2 separate regions of the Rattus norvegicus genome follow, and region 1 is linked to region 2. Evidence: chromatin contacts called from public Hi-C data. All regions are on one chromosome and are shown on one strand. The core of a region is the stretch at or near the end of the contact, and the rest is flanking DNA. Distances in the headings are between cores, read along the strand shown. Region 1 overlaps Akap6 (A-kinase anchoring protein 6). Region 2 has its middle 79 kb from the start of Akap6.

Region 1 (6,848 bases), core at 772-3,271, 220 kb after region 2:
GAATATATTGTTGATTCTTTTAAAAATTTCCAAAAATTAAAAGTAATAAATGGATTGTCCCATAGTCATGAAAATTACCACTGCACTTAGCACATATTTCCACAAGTGAGGCTAATCCTATTATCTCTGTGGTCCTGATTATCCCAGGGCTTGAAGAAGGCAGAAGCTATCTGACCCGTGACTGGCCCTGCAATCTGCTGGTGATGTTCTATGGTACCACACGCCGCAGCAGACCTCAGACTTCCCAAACTTCAGACTGTCATGCGGAACCTTTCTTGAATTGTCTTACACGTCAACAGAGAGTTCCAAGGTCATAGCTATAAGCTAGGACAGATTCACATCCTGGTGTCTCTTGTCCTCTGAATATATCCTACCTTCCTCTGCTTTTCCTGTAAATCCTTTCCACATCCACTGGCTTAATTGGGGTGAATGGAGTCTGTACTCCCGATAGGGCGAATGTCTTGATTGAATAATTAGTGTTAATTGACACAGGCACCTCTGTCCGAGGTGTAAAGCGTCTTCATGGTTTATTTCATTATCTCCCTCTTTCCTCTCCATTTTATAGAATCCTACTGACATTGCTACCTGACTGGACTGACTAAAGTTAAAAGTTAAAGTTAAAACACTGGACATGCTGTAACAGGGCTCTATTTGGAAGCACAGATCTTGCAGGAGGTTACGATCTAGGCTAACAAACTATGAGCTCTAACTTGAAAAATAATCCTTCAGTGTATAAAACTTAGTAGTCTCTGTTCTTACAAGAAATGTGACGTTTGGGATTTGACATTTGTCACAGGTCCCTAGGCAGTTCATTCTGGGCCTGGGGTTCTGACTTCTGCATTCTGAGGGTTTGTTGGGGATAAGAAAATTTCTTTGAGGGTCCAGAAACCAGATTAAGCTGACAGAGGAGCCAAATTATCCTAGAGCATCTGCAGTAGAAACATGGGCTCTTAATCAGGAGCCATGACGTGTATCCCTCCAGGTTTGGATCCACTCCAGAGAGCAGCCAATGGGTGTGGAAAACTCCCAGGGAATATGTGGCCATGGTGGGACAATCCCTAGGGAGGGCTCATCTGAGAGCCCAGAGCAGCAGCTGGGGGAATAAGTGTCTGAGCAGACAAGCAGGTCGCAAGGAGGATAAATGCACTAGCATTTCCTACAAGTGCTTGCACTGTTACTGTTGCTATTAAAGGGGGCTTGTATGGAGGGAAAAAAAGGGTCTTTAGTGTGGAACCAGGGAACTTCATTCAGAGGAGCCCCTGTGACAGCAGACTGATCTCTGTAATGCAAATGGAAGCTCTTTGCTGAGAGCCATTGTGTGGAATGCATGAGAACGTGGCAGTGCCTTGGCAGGGAGATGGCAGCAAGGTTCTCTGGACCAACTGTCTCCTGCAGCTGTGAAAGACACACAGCCTGGCTGCCAAATGTTGGACTCCTTTGTGCTTTGGCTGAGTTTAGCTCACTCCTATGGCAACTTGGGATTCAGCGTTCAGGAATATTGGTCCGGTCTGGACCATTGCCATCTCCTAGCAACCGGGGGAGATAGAAATTACCAGCTGGGTAATTTGATACTAGGAACTTGAAGGCCATGAAAATGGGATATAATGGCTGTTTGTGTTGCAGGGGGAGAGAGGGGGAAAATGATGTAATCCTAATGCGTAGAAATGTCTGGAATGCCACAGAGATTACAAAGGAAAATCCAGTTCAAACTGGACTCGGTCTGACCCAGAGTGATTAAAGTTGGGCCAAGAAGCTCCTTTAAACATGTATATTTTTGCTCCAATGTGAAACCCCTCTGGGGTTTTGGAACGGCTTATAGAAAATAGTTTATTCTGCATTAATTTTCTCTGAGGTTGACTCATAGCTTTATTTACATCAAGTTTTGAAACAGTGATTTCAGAGTAACATAAAAAACAGGTTAGGATTATTTTGTTCTGACTTTTGAAGGCACTGGGTACAGGGACCAGGGATGAGGATTGGGTGGCAAGAATGGATCAGAGACAATAAGGCTCTAGAGATCTGCTTCCTGGATGCTCGCACTGTCTCCAGCCTGCATGCACACCAGTGCACCAAGGAATTGCATGTTGGGAAACTAGAAACTGGAAAGAAGAAGCCAAAGGCAATTCTTGACAACAAGTTGTTTTTCCTCTCCCCTGGGCCCAGTGAAGAGGCCATCTGTTTTTCAAAGTAGAAAAGCCAGGAAATATAGTGTTTGTTCCTGGAATGAGCCAAGCTGTCATAATTGAATCAAAATTCCAAAGCAGCAAGGGAGAAAGAAGGAGAGGGATGGGAAGGCCGGGCAGGGTGGTTCCCCTTGCTCTCCGCACTCCTGTAGATTCATCCAGCTGTTTAGTGAACGTGCCTGGGCAGGATGCTTTAGAAGAGAGTGTGAGGTACAGTCACGAGGACTGGAAAATCCAGTGTTTTGCATGACAGGTAACTGCCTGGTCTTGTTCTCGGGATAGCTGGTTCACCTACTACCCCTACTACACACATGGCTTTCATGCTGGCACAGTGGGCAGCGCGCCCTGCTTTCCTGGTCTCGGTTAGTGGTTAGACTTCCTTGGCACGCTCTTACACGGCTGGGTCACACATCTAATGCACACAGCAGAGCACTCCTAGCTTTTCCAACAGCGCTGAGTGTTTAATTCCTCCCATGTGAAGAGGTTTGGCATTTGATTCTGTGACCCAACTTCAATGAGGTGAAGTAAAAAAAAAAATTACTTACAAAAACTAAATCTCTTTTGGTTGTTACCAATCTCTCAATTGGTTGTTACACAGAGCATAGAGAAGCTGCACAGACAAACAAGTTGTCTGATATGAAAACACTGTAGGATTATGAACACTACCATTGGGATTCTGGGAGAAGAGAAGGTCTCAGCAGTAGTTCTCAACCTTCCCAGTGCTATGACCCTTTAATACAGTTCCCCATGCTGTGGTGACCCCCCCGACCATAAAATTATTTTGTTGCTACTTTATAATTTTGCTAATGTGAATTGTAATGAAAATATCTGATATGCAGGGTATCTGATATGTGACCCTTGTGTAAGGGAAACCCAAGGATTAAGAACCACTGGCTTCAAGGCTTTAAGGTAACCAGAATGATAGATTGTTTTGCAACCAAACTAAGTGCTAGGGTGACTACCTTCTGGTACGCAAACAAAAGAAGCGGCCAGCACCTCGCAGAGCACAGTGCGTCCTCCAGAGTGCCAGGGTGTAAGGCCCCTGTGTAGATTACTTCCAGCTCGTGGGATCTTGCATTTACTTTAAAAATTCCTTTTGACATTCTACTTCCCTCATATTTCAAAATGGTTCTATTTCTGAATCTGGGTTAAATTTCTATGCTTTTTGCTATGAAAAATGAGAAATATGCCAATTTTGGAAAAGCAGGTGGAAACTTTAACCTTTTTATTCATTTGGAAAAGAGTTAATTTTTCAGAGTCCAGTGACATTCAATTTTAATTACATATATATTTTTTGAGGCACAGGAAGTATGTGTTTTTAACTTTTCTGTCTGGAGATGAAGACACGAAGTGACAGCCATTGAGTGTATAACAAAGGGATGGACGTTACAGTCTGGTACTTTTTACTCTGCCTATGAACTTGTGAATTTGTGATAGAGTACAACTTCCCTGGGTTTGCCCTACGGCACGTGCCTGGGCCACACCTCCTGCTAGCTCCACCTTCCGAGTTCAAACTCACGCAACAATCGGAAGAACTGAGGAAATTTTCTCCTATGGGGCTAAGGTTGTTAATGCAACGGACCTTCCAGCTGTCCCTGGAACCTGCCTTCTTATTAATGTTTGTTCAGCCTTCGTGTTGACTACACTTGATTCGGGCATCTCCTTGTGGATCATGTTTAGTGAACATTTTTGTTGGTAGTTCTTATTTTGAAGGAGGCATTTGGGCAGGACCTTCTGAAGGACCGGTGACGACTGTATTTACAGTTCAGTGAGGAGCAAACGTAGCATTTTGTAGCCTCTGTCCAGTGCAGGATCAAGCAAAACTGACTTCTGCCTGTCTGTGGACGGTTGTACTATGCTTCCATTACTCCTTCTGTTTCAGCCAGCTGTGCAGTCTGCAGGCACGAGGCATTTTCAGCTAGCTTTTCACCCCAGCTTTCTTTTAAAAATAAAATTTGGTGTGTGTGTGTGTGTGTGTGTGTGTGTGTGTGTGTGTGTGTGTGCGTGCGTGCATGCACATGTGCACTCGTGTGCATGCTTTGTATAAGTTTGGAAATCTGTACACAATGTGGATGTGTACCCGTGTGTGGAAGTCAAGAGGTTTTCACACAGGGGTCCTCACTGTCAGAGCTGACCACCAAGCCCCAGAAGTCCTTCTGTTACCACGTCCTCAGCCCCCAGTGCTGGGCTATAGGCACATACGACCTTTTTACATGGGTTCTGGGAATCTAAAGTTTAATCTTTATCTTGTGCTGTAAACACTTTTACCCACGAGTCATTTTTATTTAGTTCCTTTTAGAAGTGTCTCACCTGCATGTATGATTGTGCACTGTGTATGCTCTGGCTGCCACCAGAGACTAGAAGATGCTTGATCCCCTGGAACTAGCATTATAGATGATTATGAGCTGGGAGGTAGGTGCTGCAAACAATTACGTTCACAATTAATGAACAACGCTTATTTATACTTTATAAATAATCAATTAATACCTTTACTTTTTCTGCATTTAAACAGAAGCAAGTATTTAGTATATCATTTTTTTGGTACACTTCTATGATGTATTTGCATACATTTTTTGGATTTATGTTGAAAAAAAGAACTGATGAAAACTCTGACCTCATATGTTTACTGTTCCCATAGCAGTCAGCCTTTTGAGGGATTATCTACAGAAGATTATCTCCTGGGGAGGAGAGTGGATATCTAGAAGCATTTCCTAGGGGTTGAGAGGCAGGAGAGAAATGCACAGGGCCCTTTATTCAGGTGCCCTAAAGCCACATCACTTAGACAAGAGCAAACAGCTAAGTGAAGGCTAGACAATGTTAAGTAACTTCCCTGTGTGGCTGAAGATGTATTGATCTGTATGGCAATGCAAAGGCTGAAAGTTAGCCGTATTTCCCACAATCCGCTGTTATCCCACTGTATTTTACTTCTTTTGGATGAAGATTCAAATCCTTATATTACTGGGCCCCAAGCTAAATGTCTTTCTGAATTGCAGAGTTAAAGGAAACGGATAAAAATCCCCAGGTGGGAGCAGACGCATACACAACCCAATAGCAGCGTCCGCTCACATTTCTCACAAGAAGTAGCCGAGGGTGGAGGGTTGCAGTCAGTTCTGAGGCAATTCGGCTTTCTTACGTACATGGGTGTCCACCTGACCAACTCTTTACTGCCACAGTTCCTAGACTAGTGTTGTATCACGAGCTTGCAAAAATGCTGTCATAGTCACTGTGCTGGCCCTCTCCACACTAGATTGAGCTACTTTTTCAGTGATGCAGCATTCTTGTTTTAGAGATCCTGCAACAGCTGAGGCCAACATAGAGTGGTAGCTAGGGGCATGGATTCTTAGGGCATGCATTAGTCAGGATTCTCTAGAGGAGTAGAACATATAGAATTTCTCTCTCTCTCTCTCTCTCTCTCTCTCTCTCTTGCTCTCTCTCTCTCTCTTCCTCTCTCTTTCTCTCTCTGCGTGCGTGTGTGTGTGTGTGTGTGTGTGTGTGTGTGTGTGTGTGTGTGTGTACTATGGTCCACCTAATACAACTTTGGTTGTCTATGAATGGAAGATCCAAGAATCCAGATGCTCAGTCCACAAATCCAGATGTCTCAGCTGGTCTTCAGTATATGGCAGAACCATGAAGAAGCAGGCTCTAATGCCAGTAAAGAAATGGACCTGTTAGCAAGAATAAGAACAAGCAGGCAAAGGGAAAGTTTTCTTTTTCCATGTCTTTTATATAGGCTGCCAGCAGGTGGTGTGGCCCAGATTAAAAATGAATCTTCTCACCTCAAAATATCTAGATTAAAGTTGTATCTTCCCACCTCAAAGATCCAGAGTAGAAGTGGGCCTCTTCATTTCAAATGATTTAATTAAGGAAAAAAAGGCGCATATGTATGCCTGATCATTTGGGTGTCGGTTAATTCCACATGTAGTCGAGTTGACAACTAAGAGGAGCCGTCACGGGGTACAACTGCCTCCAGACTCCAGATCTCCTTCTTATGTGCTGCATAGAGCGGCTTTCTCTGCCTCGTTTTCCTCACTGTAAATGATGGCTATAATGGTAGTTTGTGTCTCCTAGGACTGCAAGGGTCATTATATTGACTAACGTCTGTGAAATGCTTAGGAAAATGCCTGGAATGCAAAGAGCTACATAGATGTGGCTAACATGAAGGGAGAGTCTTGGTTCTTCTACAAATAGGCATCACCATCCCAGGGCCTGGCCTTCAAAACGAATCTTTGACACAGCTTGACAGACCTAGTAGTCATCCCCACTAAACATCAAAATCAACCTCAGACTTGACACGTAGGCATATGCTGAGTATTGCCATGTATGACGTCTAAACTTCCTTTTATTTCTTCTTTTGATAATATGAAAGATGTGGTCCTGTCAGTAATGATGATATACGCTACACCCTCGGCACTGAGGAGATGGAAACAGGAGGATCGGTAGTCCGGGGTCATCTTCAGCTAAAGAGCGAGTTCGAGGCCAGCCTGGAATCTATAAGACACTGTCTCAAAAAATCAAATGCAATTAAACCATCTCCTGCATCAGCCTCATAGTTGGAGCTGTAGCTTCTGAAATATTTTTGTCAGTTATTAGGAGCCAACATTAGTGACTGTTGTTGCCAAGAAACATCACATGTTATAGTCAAGCCAAGTGACTGTGTGATTGCCA
Region 2 (7,117 bases), core at 2,691-5,190:
ATTAGGAAATTACAAGAATTAGTATCAGAGAATTTAAAAGATAAATCTATAACATTAAAGTGAAATTTGCTTCCTGCTGTTACTTTTCGGTCAGCATTTGCACATGAAGGTTTCCAGGCAGGAATAACTATAACCAGGCATTGCCTCTGCATTCCTGCTTAAAGGAGTAGAGCTTTAGGGTTCTAGGGCTAAAATGCTCATTGGCCTTTTATCAGGACTTAGAGCAGGAATGCATGGTCTTACTGTCTGTGTGCTCTCTGCTGTGTGATTGTGTTAACTGTAGTGATTTTCCCAGATGTTGCGCAGAATACTCAGAGGGCTAGTCAGAGTTGATTTTTTTTTTGTAGTACAGCTGTCTTAGGGTTACTATTTCTGTGATGAAACATCATGACCAAAGAGACTCGGGGAGACAAGGGCTTATTTAGCTTGTGCTTCCATATCACAGCCCACCATCAAAGAAAGTCAAAACAGGAACTCAAGCAGGGTAGGAATCTGGAGGCAGGGGTTGATACAGAGGCCATGGGGGCATGGCTTTCTCTTCATGGCTCGCTCAGCCTGCTTTCTTATAGAACCCAGGACTATAGACCCAGGGGTGATATCACCTATGATGTTCTGGGACATTCCCCATTAATCAGTAATTAAGGAAAAGTCCTTTAGGCTTGCTTACAGCCTTATATTACAAAGGTCTTTTCTCAACTGAGGCTCTTGCCTTCTTAGATGACTCTAGCTTGTGTTAAGTTTTATAAAACTAGCCAGCACAACAGCTTTCCTAAGTACATGCCCCGGCACAGCTCCCACCCTCTTTTGTCCTGTGTTTCAGTTATATAACCTCAGCCTTAGTAACCGATGAAAGTACATCTCTGGAATATGTGAAAGAAGAAATTATACTGAGAACTACTTGCTTAAATTTCTCTGCATGCTTTTATAAACGTGGCCTATTCATCCTTGTCTGTAGTAAAGCTCTGTGGAAATGCCAACTCAGTACTTGCAAAAATCCTTCTATTTTATCAGAAAGTAGGATGTAACCATGGCTGGAGTTCTGTCCTTGGGGCTGAGGTCAGGGCAGAAAGGAAACCATTCCATGGAAGACTGTCCCTGGAATGGCATCTGCATCAGAGTTCTTGAGTCACTTTGAGATTCTTCAAATTTGGGGCTTGGCATTTGTGAGAAGCAATCATATCATATCACAAAGGGTGGCGACAGCTCTAGAGGGGCAGTAGTCATGGGATATATTGTTTCATCTTGGATTAATACCATATTTATTTCTCTTGGGGCACATCTGAAGTGGAAACTTAAGGGTTCTTTGGAAGGTTGGTCGGATGCTGTTTTGCTGGGGCAAATGTGTGAAGGAACATTTAGCTGAAGTGGACACAGATGAAATACTAAGGCAAACTCGTGAAGGAGCGTTTGGCTGAAGCAGACACAGGAGAAAGGATGTTCTGCTAAAGCAAGCACGTGAAAGGACACGTGATGAATTCTTTACTAACAACACTTGTGTATTGGTTCACTTTACATTGTGTAGTTGAGCTGTGTTTGTTGGGACTCCATAGATAGAAATCCACCAAAAACCTTCTGGTGATATGCTGCAGTTTCTTGTCATTTCTACAGACTTGGGCTGATTGGCTGAGTAATGTCAACTGAGACAGACGAATGTGCGGAGGCAAGACCTGTGGAGGATAGGTGATGTTTGGAGGGTATAAATAGGAGCTGATGGACACTGGTGTGGGCTGAGCTTGGCTTGCTTATAGATCTAGCCTTGCAATGCTTGTTGGTCTAGCATCTTCACTGATCTTCTCTTCTTCACTGAGAGAGGCGCAGCCGAGCTCTTTTCCAGGCATTCCTCTCTGGTCCCTTCTGCTGACTCAAGCCAAGTCTGATGCGTGGCTGTCTCTTCTGGGTTGTGTCACTGCTGTTGCTAACTCGACTCTACTGAATTTGACTGCTGGTGTATCCATGACGTGTTTGTAAGTGGATAGAGCTGCTGCTGCCCGCTAACCTGTGAACTGAACTGCTGATGTCCATACAACACAGTTGGGAGTTGCACCAAAGAACCTTTCTAAGCAAGACCACTTCCCTCATAGCCTTTCTTTCCCACTCCCTCTGGTGGGGTGGTGGGCTAAAAGGGAGATTATAAAACATTTAAGAACCATCATTAAAAATAAGTTTTGAAGAAAATTAAAGTTATAAAGATTCATTCTCTGTGTGGAAATGTTAATTGTTCATACTTGGAGGTAAGTTGGTGGATATTTTTTCATTAATGAATTTTAAAATTTTTTGTACAACTCCTCCACAAACAAAAACAACACACCACCTGAGCTCCATACCTAAAACCATGGGGGAAGAAACTGGTCTCTACAAATTGTTATCAGACCTCCCCCCAACACTCTCTCTCTCTCTCTCTCTCTCTCTCTCTCTCTCTCCCTCTCTCTCTCTCTCTGTCTCTCTCTCATTTTTTTTTAAACCTTAAAAAAATCCACAATCTGGGGCTGGAGAGATGGCTCATCGGTTAAGAGCACTGACTGCTCTTCCAGAAGTCCCGAGTTCAATTCCCAGCAACCACATGATGGCTCACAACCATCTGTAATGGGATCCGATGCCCTCTTCTAGTGTGTCTGAAAACAGCTACAGTGTCATATAAATAAAATAAATAAATAAATAAAAATCCACAATTTATCAAAATGCTTCCTTTGTCATGACAACTTGCCTAGAAATTTGAAAAGACCTTCGATATAGGGTATACCATTTCCTCCCATATTTGCCCAGGATTGATGCACAGTTGACTGAAGCCAGGGACTGGCCATCTGTGAGCATTTTGCTGCAGCTAAACTGGGGGCTGACAGAGGTTGATGGTAGTTATTTGTATATAAAGAATTACTTCCCAAAGTCTTAGCTATCACATACCAAGAAAGATGATTGTGAAATGCAGGAACAAACTCAAGTATTTCCCAGCTGTTGTGGTACAGTTGGTATGCGTAATTCTGCCTGATAGTATTTACCTCTTGGTTGTCTAAGCAGAACTTTGTGGTGGCAAGTAAGGATTAGTGGGCACATCCAGCAGTTATCAAGGTAAGTGGTTGTGCCAGTGAGCCTTACACTCAAACACTCAGCTTGGTGATGTCCAGCTACCCTCTTAAGTTGTACTGTTTGAGAGGTTTGTCCAGGAATTATGTGCTGCACAGATCTTGTGAAGACAGAGGCCTAGCTAGAATGTTTCCCAGGACTCCGAAGCCTCCGTCACTTCTCATCTAAGCTCCTTGAGCATGGACATTGCAACAGCAACCCCTAGTGTGTTACAGGGTGAAAACAGGACTCTAGCTAATGAGGTGAGCTGGAGCAGGACGTGGCAAACAGGCATCTTGGTGTTCATTGAGCAACACAGGCAGATCTAAATGAGCAACATCGTGGTGTTTTCTAGGTCTCTACAGCTGGGGAAGGAGAAGACAGCAGGATGTTAGGTTTTAGATTACTTTAGAAGAGAATGCATATCCTAAGAAGAGGCAAAGAGTAGGAGGGAATCAGTAGGCCACTGGAGGAGAGAGCTGTTCTCATGAGCAATTTGCTATTCTCCCAAAGACCGAAAAACTTGGCTGTGCACAGGGGGAGTGGTTAGGGCTTTGCTCACGAAGGTCTTGCAGCTGATCATTCAGATTGGAGGCCTACTGTGGGGGCAAAAGTCTTTTCCCCCTAAGGTGGTTCAATTGAAATTCTAGAGATGTCAAACAATAACCTAAAGGCTGTCAAAGTGTACATGGATGATAGATATTTACTAATTCTAGAGTTTTGATTAAAAGGACTAGACCCAAGCAAGACAGGGAACTAAGAAGGAGGTGGTGGTGAAGGTGGCAATGGAGACACGAATCAGGGAGTATGGGTGTGAGTACAACAGACCCCACTTCACAGAGCTCACAGTTTGTTCGGTTGCCAAGGATCAGCTCGCCACAGCCCACAGCGTAGACCTTGGCGTTTGCATGTTTCAAGCATGAGTCACATACAGGCAGAGCGGGATTCCTCAAATGGAAAGTACCCACAGTTCAAGATGTTGTCTCCTGCTTGCCCTGTCTGTCTCTTCTGAAAAAGTGTAAAAAGTCCACCAGAGGGCTGTTTTCTAAAGAAGGCGTGATGAAGCCAGGTACTTTTGACTGGTGACAATGACAAACCTTGAGGTGACAGGATGGTGATGATGGGGTAAATCCTGACCCCAGGGGTGCTGAGCTGTGACTTTAAGGACTCTCTTTCTCAGGTCAGGTTTCATTCCCCATAGAAGCAGCTGCATTGATTCCTGCCAGGTTCTTTCCAGCAATAAAAAACATTCGGTCTCTCGAGGTGGATACCATTCGAGAAGGGACAGAGCCAGGACATCTTGGGGACACTGTTATTTGGGGAGGAGGATAAGACCAGACTGAAACTGAAAAGCAGAGAGGGGAACATGAAGAGGAAGTGTGACTCTAAAAAATCAAATTCAGGCTGCTTAATACTTAATGCTAGGACCTTCATTCCCGGGTTCATTTTCTCACTCGCAGCTGCTTAGATCTGAGAGTGGCGCTGTGTATATGATTGTTTTATGTTTCAGAGAAGCCCAGTTAGTTTTACTTTTCTAGTTCAAATTGTTTTTCACAACAACTCACAAAGCTCACAGTTGTAGCCGATTCCTAAGTTGCAGTGGCTTCTTTAAGAACTATGAGGTGTGGGATTTTTGATGTTGTTGTTGTATGGGGTGATTTTCTATTAGCTTTCTTGTTCAGGGCAGGGTACTGCAGACTGAAATGCTTAGTCCTAGAAAGCAAGCCATCTGACTTGTGTTATACCTGAAATATCCAGCTAGAATATGTTTTAGGAAATGGCTTTTCGCCTTGAAATATGAATTCCAGTACAGAGACACTGAATCACGGTTTTTCTTTCATGTAACTGACAACCGCACAACTTTTCTCCTTAAAAAGAGGCAATGCCAAATCCATGGACTGATTTGTTCTTGGAAAAGACTAAAATTACACCTTCACAAACACAGGCGACAGATGACCAGTCAAAGCTTTCACTGGGGCTAGTGCTGTTTTTAAATGCAGAAGCTACCTGCTGGGTTGTCTAAGGGGTAGAGGGTATTGACAGGGCCTTTGCAGTTTATCACCCAGGCTTTCCCTGTGTTGTGCTTATTTCTGCCATTGTTGCTTCTCTGTGAAAGCCAAAGTGTCATGTAGATAGGATTGTGGGGTGGAATGTGTTTTAGAATTTGCAGCATCCTTCCCAACACGTGAACCATTTACAAAAAATGTTTTTCACCTTGGTGGTTGAATTCAGAGACATGTGCCTGCTAATCACACCTTTAGCCCTGCTGGCTTTTAAAGAACTGATACCAAGGATCTTCTGAGAGACAAAATAAATAAAAAATGTTGGATGGTTTAGGAATTTCCAATGTGAGCGTTCTGCCACCTGCTGGAAAGGAATCGGTAAGCTCTGAAAGGCGAGAAGCAGAGAAGTTGGTAGAGTTGTGGTCGCCCCCAACTCCCACCCCCACCCCCATCCCGTCACTCTCAAGGTTGGACAGAGGAAAATAAAGCCCTAAAAGACTTTGTGTGTTTGGTTTTCTATCGAATCTCACAAGCTGAGAGCTGGTTATCCCACAGGGATTTCTCCTCTGACCTGTTGAACTCTCTCTTCCAGTTCAGGCGTGGGCTGCTTTGGGCGTCTTTAATCTTCTTAAGTCTAGGGACCCAGTATGTTGCCTGGTGTTCTCCTACTTACCTTGGTTTAAAGGGAACACAAAACAAAATATGTAAGCCAAGTTAGGCACCTTCATAAGCCCGAGGGACCAACTGACCTACTGAGAAAAGAAATAGCCTGTTTCTCTCTGTAAGGAGTCTCGCATGGCTTTTTATTAAACGATGCAGATCAGAGGTGTAAAGTACCATCCTCTAGACAAACTACTCTCGCCTTCCTGAGATAAGCCCTACCTGTTGGTAGCGGGCACCCATGGAGCCCGAGGACTGCTGTCATCATCTCCTAGAGAGGGCGTGGGAAGGGGATTGAACCCTCACTAGTGTGTATGGCCACCTCCCCCAGCCGTGTGCATACAGCTCTGCTCTAATTACATGTGGCCTCTGAGTCTGGGAAGGACTGAGGTGTATGAGCTGGGGAAGATTAGGGACAGGGGCTCCACCAGCAGCTGAAGAGGAAGCCACCATCCATGTTGGGTGAAGACTTTGTGTGTGGCTGCTTTGGGGCCACAATTGCTCCTGTCAGTGCACCCTTGACTCACGCTGTACTCGTAAGTCCAATCAATGTTCTCGTTGCCCAAGGTCAAATTTAGAGGACTTAAAACTTTGGTTTGTCATTGAGATTTGGGAGTGTTTGTAGGGTAGACATTTACATCTCTCTCCGAGAAGGAATTTGGGTGACAAGAGTTAAAAATGTTCATTTTCTTGGCCAAAGGAAATGTTAACAGCAATAAATCAACTCTCCCAACTCCTTACAAATGTTTTCCAATCTATGAAATCCCCAAATTTGGGCAAGCACAGTTTTAAAACCCTATGGCCTTGGCTTTTCTTTCATGTGACAACTTGTGAAAAAAAAAACCGGGGTCAACAATTCTCAGTTGTGACTTCTGCCTCTTCCCTGGAAAATTCTCCATGGACTTTTCTGTGCTGTGACCCACATAGAAACATAAAAATAAAAGCACGGTGGAGTGAGGGTGACGTCTCCTCACTAACTGGGTCGATGCTTCCTAGACGGATTTTGTCTGTAGTAAATGCTTGGCCCAATTTCATAGCCCGTTGGATCATTTTCTTTCTCTGGAGCTCTGGCTGGAGGATGACCTTCTTGGCTGATGTGTATATGGTCCTCCCATGGGGAAAACTTAGATTTTTGGCAACCAGGCCCTCAAGGCAACTGGGACAGGATGCAGAGGCCCAGCTTCCCCACCCTAATGAAATTCCTCAAACACACAATACTTTCGAAATATTTTCACACAGGAGTACAGCATTTTAATATCTATGTTTAGCTGAAAAAAAGTATTAGCAACTAAACTAATAAAACCAACTTTATTATTAAGGGATATCATTATGATTCCCCCCCCCCCCAAATGTTTTGAAGTCTTAATTCAGGCAACCTGTGACAATTAAAAGGG

The links. A called contact is a pair of places that touch in the nucleus more often than the background predicts.
Region 1: a contact with region 2 is called in a Hi-C map of the A7r5 cell line, with 8 times the contacts expected there. The contact joins two enhancer-like sites. A contact is called at or near these places in 5 of 12 Hi-C or Micro-C datasets (the A7r5 cell line, the Rat2 cell line, Schwann cells and 2 more).

Annotation. Positions count from the first base shown.
Region 1 is chr6:76,058,005-76,064,852 of GRCr8, forward strand. All of the region lies in intron 2 of Akap6 (A-kinase anchoring protein 6), which reads left to right. Among named protein-coding and RNA genes, the nearest start is that of Akap6, 140 kb to the left of the region's middle. Within about 2 kb of position 2,022, at least 35 of the 93 cell types and tissues checked have an H3K27ac peak or open chromatin away from gene starts, as enhancers often do. A contact at or near this core is called in the A7r5 cell line, where this site is marked.
Region 2 is chr6:75,836,606-75,843,722 of GRCr8, forward strand. No RefSeq gene overlaps it. Among named protein-coding and RNA genes, the nearest start is that of Akap6, 79 kb to the right of the region's middle. Within about 2 kb of position 3,941, at least 28 of the 93 cell types and tissues checked have an H3K27ac peak or open chromatin away from gene starts, as enhancers often do. A contact at or near this core is called in the A7r5 cell line, where this site is marked.